Regions from separate parts of the Anser cygnoides genome. Here region 1 is linked to region 2. Evidence: chromatin contacts called from public Hi-C data. All regions are on one chromosome and are shown on one strand. Each heading gives the region's core, a stretch centred on a gene start, on an enhancer-like site or on the middle of the called end of the contact. The rest is flanking DNA. Distances are from core to core; before and after follow the strand shown. Region 1 overlaps WASF2 (WASP family member 2). Region 2 overlaps PHACTR4 (phosphatase and actin regulator 4).

The links. A called contact is a pair of places that touch in the nucleus more often than the background predicts.
Region 1: a contact with region 2 is called in a Hi-C map of liver, with 6 times the contacts expected there. The contact joins two enhancer-like sites. A contact is called at or near these places in 2 of 7 Hi-C or Micro-C datasets (both in liver).

The regions. Positions count from the first base shown.
Region 1 is chr24:3,511,356-3,518,065 of Taihu_goose_T2T_genome, forward strand. All of the region lies in intron 2 of WASF2 (WASP family member 2), which reads left to right. Among named protein-coding and RNA genes, the nearest start is that of WASF2, 5.2 kb to the left of the region's middle. Within about 2 kb of position 3,351, at least 1 of the 3 cell types and tissues checked has open chromatin away from gene starts, as enhancers often do. A contact at or near this core is called in liver, where this site is marked.
Region 2 is chr24:3,360,968-3,368,067 of Taihu_goose_T2T_genome, forward strand. The region is part of intron 1 of PHACTR4 (phosphatase and actin regulator 4); the gene reads right to left. Among named protein-coding and RNA genes, the nearest start is that of PHACTR4, 5.1 kb to the right of the region's middle. Within about 2 kb of position 3,779, at least 1 of the 3 cell types and tissues checked has open chromatin away from gene starts, as enhancers often do. A contact at or near this core is called in liver, where this site is marked.

The DNA.
Region 1 (6,710 bases), core at 2,101-4,600, 150 kb after region 2:
TTCTTTTTTCCTCGCCAGAAGTTTCGCGTTTGGCGTTGTGTTCTGCTTTCAGCAGGAGCAGAACTGCCTGCGTTCACGCAGGTCACAGCGCTGGTGGGACCGTACGATGGGCCGTCAGCGCCGCAAGTGGCGGCGGACACGAGACGATACCAATAACGACAAAAAACTGGCATTAAATACACCTGCTCCAGACGAGGCCCTAATTTATTAATCCTTCTGTAACCCTCGCTCTCGCGTGTCCTTCCCTAGGCCTTGTGAGGACGGGAAGGTGGGAAGCAAACGATGGGAGGCAGCGGCGGCGGCGGGCGCGTGAGTTTCCCTGTGGCGGAGCTGATGCAGAGCGTTCCTTTGCGGGAAGTGCTCGGTCACATGAGGAAGGGGAATTGTTGCGTTTTCCGCCCGTTTCAGGCGTCTGCAGAACTGTCCGAGCGCGGCAGGAATGCCAAATGCCACGTTGCGACACTTTTCGCTCGGGTTCGCCTCTTATTGACCTCGAGCGGGATTTTTGTCGGAGGAACCGATACGGAGTTTGTCCCAAAGCTTGGTTAAAAACAAACCAGAGCTCACATCCACCCGCTGGAAACGCGGAGTGGAGATAGGGTGACTTTGAAAATCTGCTTGCGATCACAGCCAAGGACAAGCTTTATCCAGGAAGCGGGGTGGAGCAGGGCAGGCGCTTCAGCTTTAAGCTTTTTTATTTTTTTTTTTATTTTTTGAGTGCTGTTCTCGAAAGCAGAGTTTGAATGAGAGAGCTTGAGCTAAGCTTCAGAGGCCCAGCTAATTCTAATCTTCGGTTGAGCTGCGGTTGGCGACGCCGTCCCAGGGCTGGCTGGTGGCAGCAGGGCTCAAACCCAGGACGTTTGCCTAAAAACAAGCAGTTTGTGCGTGGGGAAGAGCCTCGCTCTGCTCGGGCCGGGGAGCAGGTTTCCTCGCTGCCCTTACTGAGTAGGGGTTGTACGAGGTTAGCCTCCAGCGCCGATCCGAATGTAAACTTCTCCCCACACCGCATATTTGCGCTGCTTCAAAAAATAAACAGTTTTTTTTTTATACCTCGTAACAAGTTCAAAAAGTAAATGCCCCAAATTCCATTTTTTTTTTTTTTTTAAAAAAACACCAAACTTCTGCCGGCTCCTGCCTGTCAGGCTCTTCCTCTTCGCAGCTGTGGAGGCGAAGCCTTTCCAAGCTCTCTGCTGCTCCTCGGGGGTTTTCGGAGCTGCCGTGGGGTGACGTTAGCAGGACCCCTGCTTAATTTGTCCGTTCCCAGCCCCGCGGAATTGGGAGGCGCGGCAGCAAAGCGCCTGATCTCGCCCATATTTCCAGCTTCGGGTTCTGCCTGGTCCGCATTCCTGACAAATCCTTCCAGCTCTGGTTTTACAAAACTATGCCGGGGGTGGGCTCGGCAGGAGGACGAGTGAGGAGGAATTACGGGAGGGGGGGAAAAAAAAAAGCAGTGTGTTCCTGGCCACCTTATTCTGTGCAAACCCGCCCCGAAACGTGGTTTTGTGAAGCGGAAAAGGGGCTGGGGGGCTTGGGGCCGCAGCCCTCCTGTCTTCAGGGAGATCTCCGCGGGGTTCGAAGCGAGGGGCCGAGCTCTTCGAGCAGGGCACCGGCCCGGTTTCCTGGTGAATGCCGCGCCGAACGCAACGGGGCATTTTTAGGTTGCAATTCAGGAGGCATTTGTGAGCGGTGATTCATAACAAATAATACAAGCTCCGCGATAACTGCCAACCCAGTTTCTCGGCATGCCTTGAACGTATCTCATTCTTCGGGGCTGGCCTAGGAAAAGTTGATTTCATTCACAAAGCTTAGATAATCGTGTGGCGTGGGCGGAGGGGTTAAAACTTCAGTGATTGCCTCATGCGCGCGGAGTTACGCTGGTAAATCAATCTCTTTTTTTTTTTTTTTTAATGGTGATGGGAGAACAAAGAGGGTTGAGATTAACCTTCCCACAAACCCGGGTTAGTTTTCTTTGTCAGACTGCAACAAGGAAGATGTCAACAAGTGCGAAGCTCCACTTTAATCCTCGCAGGTGGTTGGTTTGGGTAGGCTTTCCGGACTCGGACGCTGAATGATTTTGCAAGCGAGGCTTCTCCCTTGGCGGAGCCGGGTTTGGGGATGATACGTAGCGCTCGGTTATGCAGCCGAGCAGAAAACACTGCTGCCCGCACTGCGCAGCTCGGGCAAACCGGGAAGACGAGGGAGCAGCGACGGTTGGGGGGTGCTGGCGCGTTCCTGTGCCCTCGTCCGGGAGGGGCCGGGGGCACCTGGCAGAAACACCCAGCCCAAAACCACTCCCAGGGGTTACAGCAGCCGGGACGGGACTCGGCGCGGCCGCCCGGGGCTCAGCCTGCTCCTCGCCGTCGCTTCTGAAGCTCAGGGTGCACAGGAGGCAAAGCAGAAGTGACGCTTTCCCCGTGCTGAAAGAAACTTAGGAAAGCAAAACTCTGCTCTTTTCCCAGCAGAGCAGCTGCCTGTCCGACAGCGTTGCTGTTCTCGCTGCTAACGGGGGCTGCAGTAAGAAGTTGTGTATTTATACTGAGCCTTTATTCTCGCTGCACAAGGCTAAATATTTGCGAGATCAGGCCCTCGCTTACCACAGATTAACATTTATTTAAATATTTTCGGTATTTATAAACACCGGCTTTAAAAAAAGGCGTGTGGAAGTGGCTTCTGGGTAATAAGCGAACGCCTGCTCAGAGCAGAACCACCCCGGTGACATTTACTTCCTTTGCATTTTTGCAACTCCGTGCAGTAAAAAGGCCGCGTGTTTTCCTTTCTGAGGAGGGGAGGCTCGCTGCCGGGGCGGCTGATCAGGCCCCGCTGCAGGTAGGAGCTGCCGCAGGAGGTCGGCAGCTTCGGGGCTGATCCCGAGTTGTGGTTTTCTGGTAGGTAGAGGTTTTTTTTTGTTTTTCCTTCCCGGGAGGCAGCAGGGGGAGGTCCCTTCCCAGCAGAGCCGAACCGTGAACTTCCACGTCGTGCTGTTGAGCAAGCAGCACAAAGCGGTCGGCGCAGCCTCGGTCCAAAGCTCGCCTTCAACTGAGAAACGCTTCCTCGAGATCCTGCCTTAATTCCGGAGCTTGCAGGAAGGCTTCCTGGCGCTGGGTTCCCGCAGGAGCAGTGGAGCACGGACGGATCTCGTGCGTGCCTCTGCTGGGGGCTTTGCTGGAGAGATGGTAAAGGACCAGGAGTCTCGGTTGGTGTCCCCCCAACCAGGGTCAGCAGCAACCTGCTCTGTTCTTGTGGCGCCTTCCCTGTCATCTCCTCTCGTGGAGCGGGACCCCGGCCCCGAGTTTGGGAGAAGTGGGGTGTAAGGGGTGCTGTGATGGTGGGAGAGGAAGATGGGGGACTCCTGTGCATCGGCAGCGTTTCACATTTGCTCTTGAAGGCCCGAATCTCGGCACGGGAGGTTGTGGCTGTGCCGCTGCGCCAGAGCTGCTGCTCTGAGATCGCCGCTGACCTCTCCTCTGGAAGGTTTCAGTTCTCCTGCGCAGTAACAGGACTGGTGTGCTATGGAGAGGGGGGCGGAGAGTGCACCAAGAGCCCTCCACTGCAAAGAGTTCCTCACTACTGCTGTAAATCAAACCTAAACCAGGAGTTCGGCACGTGGCTTTCTGCTGGGAAGCCCTCAGTAGGAACTGAGATCTCCTCTTGTGCCGTGTGGTGCCGTCACATAACCTCCTCGCTTATTTATTCAGTACGGACGGTGATGCATCGGTTTGACCGACTGCTTTCTGAAGCCGAGGCCCTCTTCTTCCCGCACGTGGATCTGAGATTAAAATCTAATTGTAAAGCGAAGGGGGCAAGAGGAGGAAGTGTCTCCTCACCCGGTGCATGCTGAATGTGGGCCTTGCTGCCCCGGGGTTGCACAGATGCCAGCTGTTCGGGTGCGTTCAGAAACCGATGAGAGCAGTTCATGGAAATGAAATCCGCAGAGGACAGTTCAGTGATGGCGTTTCTTTCGGCGTGGTCCGAAGGCCCAGAAGATTGCTGTGACGTGGAAGAGGACAGCAGGGAGAATCATTGCTCCGTGCTTGCCGTGTTTTTGGGCTCTCTTCTTTCAGCGCCTGATATCTGGCACCCACGGGCAGGGGATGCTGCGTGTCTGCAGGCCGGATGGCCGAGCCTGGCCGGCCTCGGTGTTCTTCAGGTTTCATCTCCTGTTCAGGCGCTGACGTTTCCCGTGATGTTACGGAGCCGTGTGCTTCTGCCAGGCCTCCATTTCTCCTCGCTCGTAAAACTGGGCTAATGACTCTGACCTTTTGTTTGTAAAGCAAAAGGAAAAGGATCAACAAAATACTGGAGCTTATTTACTATCATTACCGAAATGATGAGCCATGCCACTTCGCGGTACTTCAGAGAGGCTTCGCTTATAAGATGCTGGAAATCCCTAGAGAGAGACAGAGAGAGAGAGAGAGGAAAACACGTTTCAGTTAGAAAAGGAGGAGGGGGGAATGTTCCTCCCGGTCCAATCTTGTAAGTATATCCTCCTGCAGCGCATGAGGTAATACCTCCAGCCATCGCCCTTCCCAGCTGGGCGTTTGGAATAGCTGCTGATGGTCTCTGATTTTTTATTTATTTTTTTTATTCTGTACCAGCCAAAGGGGCTGGTGTCACTTAACACGGAGCGAGCCCTGCCTAAACTGTTCACATGCTGAGGAGTTTTGCCGAGCACTTTGTTGACCCGTTTGTATTACCGCTAATAAGATCGAATGTGGTTTTAATTTCTCATTTCCTCTTTTTCACCGGACGCCCTTTTCCTACTTGTGAGAGTCTCACTTCGAGTCTCCGTATCGCAAAAGTCCTTTCTGCCGCTCAAAGAATGAGCGACGCTTTGCTTTCAGGCGGCTCCGCGCTGGAGGGCTTGAAGTGGCATTGAGAGCGGGCTATCAGCCACAATATCTGATGTATCGGCGGAGCCGCGGTTCATGCATGGAGTGCAAAAAATGGGATTTAATTGCGAGGGAGGGGGAACGGCAGCCCCGGGCTGAATGGCTGGGTGAAAGTTCCCCGACCACCCCTTAGCCCGGCGAATAGTTGGTTGAGTGCTTGCCAGAGCGGAAGCGAGTTCCCTTTCAGGCACCCAGCTTTTGTGCACCGTAAGAAAAAGCTCACACTTCGGGTTCGGGCCTTGCAGCTGCAAAAAAAAAAAAAAAAGCGCACACACCCAGATCCTGTTCTTTCAATACCGGCAGCTGCCGAGCCGATCCTGCGCTGGAGGAAGGCGTGTAGCTGCAAACACAGCTTGTGCAAAACCTTTACCTTCTGTCTAGGGCAGCACGAAACAACTGGCTGCTTCCCCTTCGGAGGCTCCGTTAGAAACGCGCGTAATTAACTCGCACAAAATAGCCTCGTGGTCGCTCTTGAGAATTCAGCCTCGTATCAAGGAGGTTGCGTCTAGGGGCCGGCTTCACACGAGAGGTTTCCAGAAAGCAGCTTATTTATAGACCTTGCGGTGAGCTTTGGTAGAAGGACTTGCATCTTTAGCATCCCGACCAGGCCCTGATCTCTCCGCTTCCGAAGGGGTCGGCTCAGTAACGCGATGGTTTCGGCCCCTCCGAAATACTTCGGGGCGATGCGGAGCCCTTGCAGATTACAGAAGGTGAGATCACCGCTGGGCTCAGAATGTGCAAAATGGAACCGACGGTTGAAAAAAAGACTTGTTTTTCTTTTTTTTTGGCCGTCCCAAGGAGATTACGCAGGCGTCTGTCGCCGCATCCAAACTGCAACTCGACCTCCCCTGTCAGACCAGGGGGCCTGACGGAACCGCTGGAGCCTGCCTGGAAGGTTCTTCGGTCCCGCTGGCTGCGCCGGTGGAGAAAGTGAGCGCAGGGCTTGTCATTGTGCTGAGCGAAACCAGAAGGCTGCTGCTGCTCCCGGCTCCCCGCAGCTCTGCCTGCAAATCCCCAGCGGCAGCCCGGGATCACGCGCCGTGCCCGGGCGTTGTGCAGGCGGCCTGAGCGCGCACAAAAAGCAGACCCCGCGTCTGCACGCAGGTGAGGGAGGGCCAGGGAGCCCCAGAAGCGGGGCAGGCCCCTTCTCCTCGCCCTCGCGCACGGCCAGCCCAGGACGAGAGCAAGGGGAACGGCTCGGAAAAGCCACCAGGACATGGGGGCTTCTGGTGCGTGGGGGCTTGTCAGGCCTGCCACGTTTCAGGAGCGCCTCCGTTGCCCTTTCTCCGCTCCTGACATCCAAAAAGCCTATTAAGGGTCCTAATGTGGCATCATATATAACATTTTTTGCCTCCCACAATAGAAAACCCATGTGTTATTTTGACTTTATGAAGACACTGTTTATAAACCACTTTAATTTAGATGCTCGAGGCTGTCCTCTTTTTTTTTTTTTTTGTGACAAATCCCAGCAGATAAAACACTTCTGGAAAATATCAGGGAGTCACTGTCTGCTTTTTTTTTTCCCCCCTCTCATGTCAAAGGTTAACTTAAAATATTAATGCTGCAAAGATTCATTTAAGATATTTAAAACTGTTCAGGCAAGAATACATGTACATATTGTAATTACTTCCTTTTTCTTACAATTAAAGTAATTGGATTATATTTAATGAGCTATTTACATTTAATAATTAAGAAAAGACTTATCTTTGCAGTATTCCCCAAGTGCAGCAGAAGGGTGGGGGCACTCGGAGCTGTGATATAATTATCTAGGCGTGAGTTGAAACTGAAAGAGCAGTTGAGCTGTATAGAAAACACTTGGAA
Region 2 (7,100 bases), core at 2,529-5,028:
CAGCTTCAAGACGAGGTTTTCATAGAATTCATAGAAGTTTTAAATTAGCAATTTTTTGTTGAAGCCCGACTCGCTGCTAGCACGGCCAGCCAGCTCCTGAGGACACATTTGGCTAAAGCACTTCTCACGGACCAACACTGCAATATAAGCTCCACGACGCACCATATTTTGCCAGGACACGAGAGCAAGACGACGCACGGTTTTAAATATACAAAGAAACCCTATCCTCCATGTTATCTTGATTATGCAAACCAAAATCCTTGCTCCTGGCACTAAGAATGAAGGCTCGAATTGCCTCCGCAGCAAAGTCACCTTGGGAACACCTAGGAGTTTGAGGTTTTCAGGAAGGTGGGGTTAAACAGCAGTTGTAAAGAGTGCCCTGACAGCGCATGAGCCAACAGAAGGGACTGCATAATGCCAAAGCCCGAAGGAACAATTTGTGGGGAGTGCTGGAAGGACGCGGCACCATCCACCCACGTGTGATCCAGCGGTTCTGCTACCTTGACTGATAATCAGAAGGTGGGAAGCCAAACTTCTCACACCAACAGAAGGAATCCTCCTCCTGCATTTCCTTAGCAAGGCAGCGCAGTACGAAAACCGAAGAAATGCTCGTGCTTAACGCACCACGAACACAGAACATCCTACACCATTAGTCCTATAACAATCACTGATCAGCAGAAACCTTCCACGAATCAGCCACAATATTCACCCAAAACCCGCAATGAACTGCAAGCGAACTCCACCCTCTCGTTAAAGATTTCACTGCTATAGAAACCGTGATTAAACACACAGGGCCATGAATCAGCTACCTGAAACAAAGGTACGCCTCGGCCGACACGGAAGCGCCCAGCAGCGGGGTGCAGACCGGCGTTGCAGGCGCTGGGGGCAGCCCACGGGACCCCCAGCACCGTGGGCCAAAACCGCAGCAGCTGTGGACCTGCAGCTTTACTGAGGTCCCACAAACCTTTAACTCTCCTCGCCTCCTGGGCTGCTTGGTTTAAGGGCCACAGGAAGGCTGGGGGAAGATGGCCTGGCTTACCAGCAGGTCCCAGTCTAAGTGCTGAACGAAGTGGATTTAAAGAGAGGTTTCATTTTCCCCAGAGACCGCTGCTCTCAAATCAGAACAAAGCCTCCAAAAGAAAAGATTACCCATAAATTTGCTAGTTAGAAATGTTAACATATCCAGTGTTTATTCAAGGACTGCTGCTCTCTCCATGCATGAGCATCACCTACACCATTTATAGGAAAGGAAAACAGATGTCTTGTAGTTTCTCCCGCCACCTCCCTTTCCACACTGAAACACAGCACAACAGTTTTATAAATACCACTTTCTGCGAGTAGCAATAATTTACAGAATAATCAAGGCAAACTCGCTCCTATTACACTAGCAAAGCTCAGAAAAATCCTCCCCCGTAAAGAAACAACACAGAAAACAATACCCACGGGCAGATAAGTCCAGTGTGAAACCTGGCAAAGCGTTCAAATAAAGAAAAAAAAAAAGCACAGAGCTCAACCTTTAGAAGCACGTTCCCAATGGCCAACACGCGTTTGGACGCGGTGCAGACGAAGAAGCAACTGCTCGAACGCCGCTGATTCAGCCAAACCACAGCAGCAGTTACCCATCCACGTTGCCGGACTTACCCAACACGGACGTGCAACGCTCAGATAAAGGCTTCCTCCTGTTACTCACGTTCTCCTTCCTAAAGGCCGCATCTACACACTGCGCAACACGTAAGAGATGGGACCCAGACCAGTATAACCTGGCTGCTAATTATGGCCCTCAAGGCTGAGATGCAATTAATATTTCCCTCTAGCTACGAACAAGAATATGACTACGCCCTTGCTAAGCACTTTTAATCTTGCGGAGGATGAAACAGGTACAGGAAAGTGTGGCTTGCCTGACATCAAACAGCAAGGCAGCGGCACAGCTGGGAGCTAAATGAGGCCTCCTGTCCACCCAAACATCCTTATTTTCCCCGTGCTCAGAGACTAGTTGACGGGTACAGAACCCAGCCATTAGGATTCAGATTGAAGGCTTCGTTCTGAAGCTAACAGCAGATGAGAACTACTGATTAACGTAATCACCAGTGCCAAACTGATTCTGGAGGTGCAGCAGCCTCGCAGCGCTCCCTCGCTCTGCTTTCCAAACCTGACGCGTTCACACAGCGACCTCCCTGCCTCACGGACGGCTTCCGAACGCACTGCAGCACGGCCAAGACAGCCCAAAAAGCCTGCTTGGTGAATTCACCTCGAACGTTTCCCACCTTCTCTCCACCAACGCCCCCAGCAGACACGGCGAGGCTGTCGCTCGGGTGCATTCCGAGACGAGGTGCAGAAGGAGCCAGCCTGAATCCCGGCGTCAGGCAGAGCAGCTGAGCAGCCCACGCGTGAGCAGAGTTTTCCAGCCTGGGCACTTCCCTTCCTGCAAACCCTATTTATCTGCAAATCCAGAAAAAAAAAACCAACAACCACACCAGTATTTATGAGACAAATGAAACAGAACAATAACAGCAGCAAAACTCACGCCTTCTAACATCAGGTGCCAGGCTGAGTAATCGGGTATGAATTCTGCTCAAGTTTCTCCACTCCATCAGTGCTGGTCCTCTTAACTATCTTCACTTTGCACCAAGCAGGCAGCAGAAAAGCCAGATGGCCTAAAGCCACGGCTAATTTCAAAACTGCTGTAAAACAGCACAAGCCAAGACAGCCCGACAGCACTCATTTGACAATTCCACCCCAAAGGTTGATATTGCTCTAAAAAGGCGCAGCTGAGCCAAGAGAAATCATGTTTAAACATGCCTGCAATCTCACCGTTGGCTTTTTTTAGTCAATAATTACGGGACTGTACGTTAAAAGCTGATTTGGAAGCACAAGATGAAAAATTCTGTGACCCTGCTCACCTGTGGGCCTGATCCACAGCCAGGAGGAACAGGATCCAGGTCAAGTTAAAGCAGGATATGAGCACTAATTTACCTCTCAGCACAAGGTAGATGAAGCCTCGGTGACCCTACAGGGAACATGCCCCTTTCTCTCCTGCTGCTAATCAAAGATCTAAGGGAGAAAGAGTTTGCTTCTAATTATTTGTTCTCTTTTGGCACCAAACGCCCTTTACAAGGGAACGAACCCCAGTGGACTTTTCCCACTTCTGCCATTTCCTACCCAACAGTAAATTACGCCTGGTTTGCACCAGACAGGCTACACGTAACACCCCCAACAAGACCAACGCTGGCAGCACGAATCAGTTGGCATAGCCCCGCCTGCCCCTTGGTACCCTCTCCTAGGTCCCAGCTGACGAAGACACCCCAGGGTGCTCCTGTGCACGGGTCAGCAACCGAAGTTCTGCGAGTCCCACAACTGCTGCTGCCCACGTTGCGGTGGAGCAGCTTGGAAACGGGTTCCCAGAGAACCCGAGGCAGCCAGCTCAGCCAGAGCCCAATCCAAATTCTCTGTCCCCGTGGAGACCCGCTGAAGTTTCCCGCGCCAGGACGCGCAGGCTCACTGGCGATACCTGCAAACCCGCCTCCCGCAGATCCTGACAACGCGCCAAAGCAGCAAAAACTTTTGAGCAGCTTTGGAGATCGGAGTAATCAGTAACATCCCACCGGCAGCCCCGCTGTGTATCTGCAGGGTGGTCTTGCCGAGACAGAAATAATACCGATAGAAATGAGGCTTCCATCAGGCGCTGCTCCAACAGACGATTACCCCCAGCCTGTTATCAGTGACTTTTACTTGGCAACACAAAAATTCCCGATTTGACTTTGTGAGTAGGAGAGGGAGAATTAGACAGGAGAACAACCGTCGCAAAGGCATGTGAGTACAGCAGATGCCAAAGTCCCCTTAAAATTGGCTCAGACACAGCTGCACGCTTTGGTCAAAGCTCATTCCCCGAAGGCGACGACCTTCGGCTTTTCCCCCATCCATAAGCACCTCTGGAAGCTTCACGTCCACGAGCAGCCTCTGTGAAGCCACAGGCAGCAGAGCAAGTGGCAGAGAGCGCTGGCTTGCAATCCTCACCTCCTAGGGTCGCGGAGAGCCAGAACCTTTTTCCTTTTCCACTGGGACCCCCCCACAACATGGGGTTTGTGGCAGCGGAGCCCTGAGCAAACCCTGGTGCTAAACGCTGTGCCGGTACGGAACAAGACAATGCCTCTCAAACCGTGAGCCAAGTTTACAAATCGAGGCTTCTCGGCAGGATTTGGGCCAATTTTTTTTCTTGCTTACGCCCTTGCAAGCTTACTGTCTGCAGGGCAGAAAAGCAGACACCTCCACAAGGATGCACCCCTCCCGCAGACAGGCAGTCAATGAAGGAAGCCCTCCCGGACCTCTTAGGAGGCTGCTTCCAGCTTAAAATCGATGGCGGGGATTAATCTCGATCGATTTTAGACAAGTCCGTGGCAGCACATCTCGAAGGGGGGCCACTTTCGTGGATTAGTTAGCTAAAGGGAAACCTGTCAGCGCCCGGCGTATCTGCCAGGGGGTCCACACTGTCAGCAGCAGCCTCCTGGAGCCCGCAAGGTGAGAAGGTTCAGACCCCCCTAGCTCACATCCCGTTCGGCTTCACCAAAGTCCAACGATCTTCCCCAAACCTGCTTCAAAAGGCAGGCAGCTGGAGCAGGCAGGCTCGGAGCTCGGCGCAGGGGGTAGGGAAGTGCCAGGCTTGCACAAACCGACCTCGTCGGGCACGCACCTCCCCTGCCCCGTGACATCCAGCAGACACGGTTAATTACTTGGTGACGATGCATCGCCCGGCTCCACTTTGGAGCTCAGGTCCGCAGCCGGCAGGTGAGCCATCCCTAACTGTTTTGCAATCAGCATGCCGAAAGCACAAACACAAAAGAATAAAGTTAACAATCTGTTTACCCACTCCCTCCTCCTCCGACGGCTGCTGCTAGCCAACGGATTGGTGGGGGGGGGCGGGAAATAAATCTATTTCCAGGGTTCAGCAGAGAACGCTCGTTTGGACCGCTCTCAATTTTCATATCTTCGCCGCTGGTGCTTGATGTTACTTCACACAATCAATTCATTCAGCTACGAGCCGAAGCCCGTTCCTTCGGCTAATAGCATTAAAAGCCTCTCTCTGGAGATAATTAGTCCTCCCTCCCCCACCCCGGCCCTAGTGCGACGTGGAAAGAGCACACAGTCCTCGGTAAACAAAGAAATTCAAGCAGCGTGCCAGCCGGGCTGGAGCTGGGTAGGAAGGCTGCCTCTCACCTCCCTATCTCAGCACCGCTGATAACCAGAACCCAGCCGACACCGCGAGCACCGGAACGAGCCGCACACCGAGCGGCGCACGCCGCGGCGCCTTCCGACTGACGTCCTCCTCCATCGCTTAAGCATCGCCGAGACGGTTCCCTGTTTGCGAGGAGCAGAAGCACCAACGGATAATGAGTCACCCTGGGAGGTTTTGCGTGGTCACCCTCCGACCACGAGAAATCGGGACGGGAGGAAACCTGCAGCCTTTTACACTGATCCCAAACCCGTCCCGCAGCCATCAGTGGATCACACCCATCCCCTTACAGACACAAAACTCCTCCGGGGCACAGAAAAGTTAAGGATGCTGAAAGCCCACAAAAAGCCCTCTGAGACCCTCAAAGAGCTGTGTGCCCCAGCTGTCCCACCTCCGTGGCGCTGCCTCACCTGGGAGGCACGCCAGGAATGCGCCCTTTGCTTTGGGGGCACGCTTCGGGGGGCGCCCAGGGCCCCCCCGGCCGCAGGTGTGACTGCCGGCTGACGGACGCGTGACCCCGCGCGCAGAGGAGAGCTGGAAACGGCTCTCGCCACGGCACCGACAAGTCAGCAAGAGCCACTAATTAAATGACAAAAATAGAGCTCTGAAAGGACTTCTTTTTTTTTTCCCCCCCTCGACACAAAGCATCCGTCAGCTTTGCACGGGCTCCCATCCCACGGGCAGCAGAGCTTTCCCACATTTGCAAGAAAAAAAAAAACAAACCACACAGCACATGTACGTGGGACATCCCACCTAAACAAGAACTGAATCGGAGTGACCGTGACGTGGAGCATCCCCTCCCTACGCTCGCCGTACTCCCCCCGTCACCCACGGCAGCAGCGAGATGCCGGCATCGCCCCACCAGCCGCACCGCGTCCTTGCGCTCCCTGCAGCCCCCCCGAAAAAAATTGAAAAATGAACACGTCGAGGTGACCACGGGGATATCTGCCAATTTGCTTCATGCCCAGCAACAAAAATAATATATTATTGGTGCGACTTCTACCGTGGCACAGCTCGAAGCCCCGCCGCCCCCCCCAGCTCCCTGCCAGACCCAGGTTTTGCACAGCTCGTAACTGAATATTCATCACCGGCTAACAGACCTACAGGAGCTGCGGTGTCAGCGATTTTTGACACACGTGATATCCCAACGCATGCCAAACACAATGAAATTTGATCAAAATAGAAGCCATTTGTTTAAATACAAGCGATTCGGCTCTCAAAACTGTCATCAAATTAAACTGGAAATCAAATTAGCCAGCGACTGAATGAAGTAGAAGGCTGTATAATCACAGATTACCGATCCAGTGGCACGAAAACAAGGAAGCAATCGCATCCCCCTTGTTGGTGGCAGCCTCTCTGCCCCGTACCCCAGCAGGACTGACCCTCCCCATATTTTAGGGCCTTTTAGGGCCATCCAGCTGTTTCCTGGTAGTCCAGGAGGGAAAATTCCCTTATGAAAGCACCCTCCGAGGCATCACCTGAGAGCAGAGCAAGCCCTGCGAAAGCACAAGCAGACACGCTCAAAACCACGTTAATTTAGGCCAGATCAGTCACTTGGGGTGCTGTCGGGAAGGACAAGTTTAAACCAACTCTGAACAAGAAAAAGGATTTGTTACTGTCACCATCCAAGGTATTAATTGAAATTGGCATAACCGCGTGCCAACAAGATTCCATCATAACTGGCCTTCTTTTGGCTTTATTCCCCCCACTCTCATTTAAGAAGGAATTTAAGCTATGTGAGATTACAGTTTTAGGTCTTGTCTACTCTTAAGGGTAATTTGGATTAATTTAAATAGTGCGTTTGAAGAGCAACAGGCGTTCACACTGAAATCACAGCAGGCAGAGGACTTTAATTACACTTGTGTGCAACTTC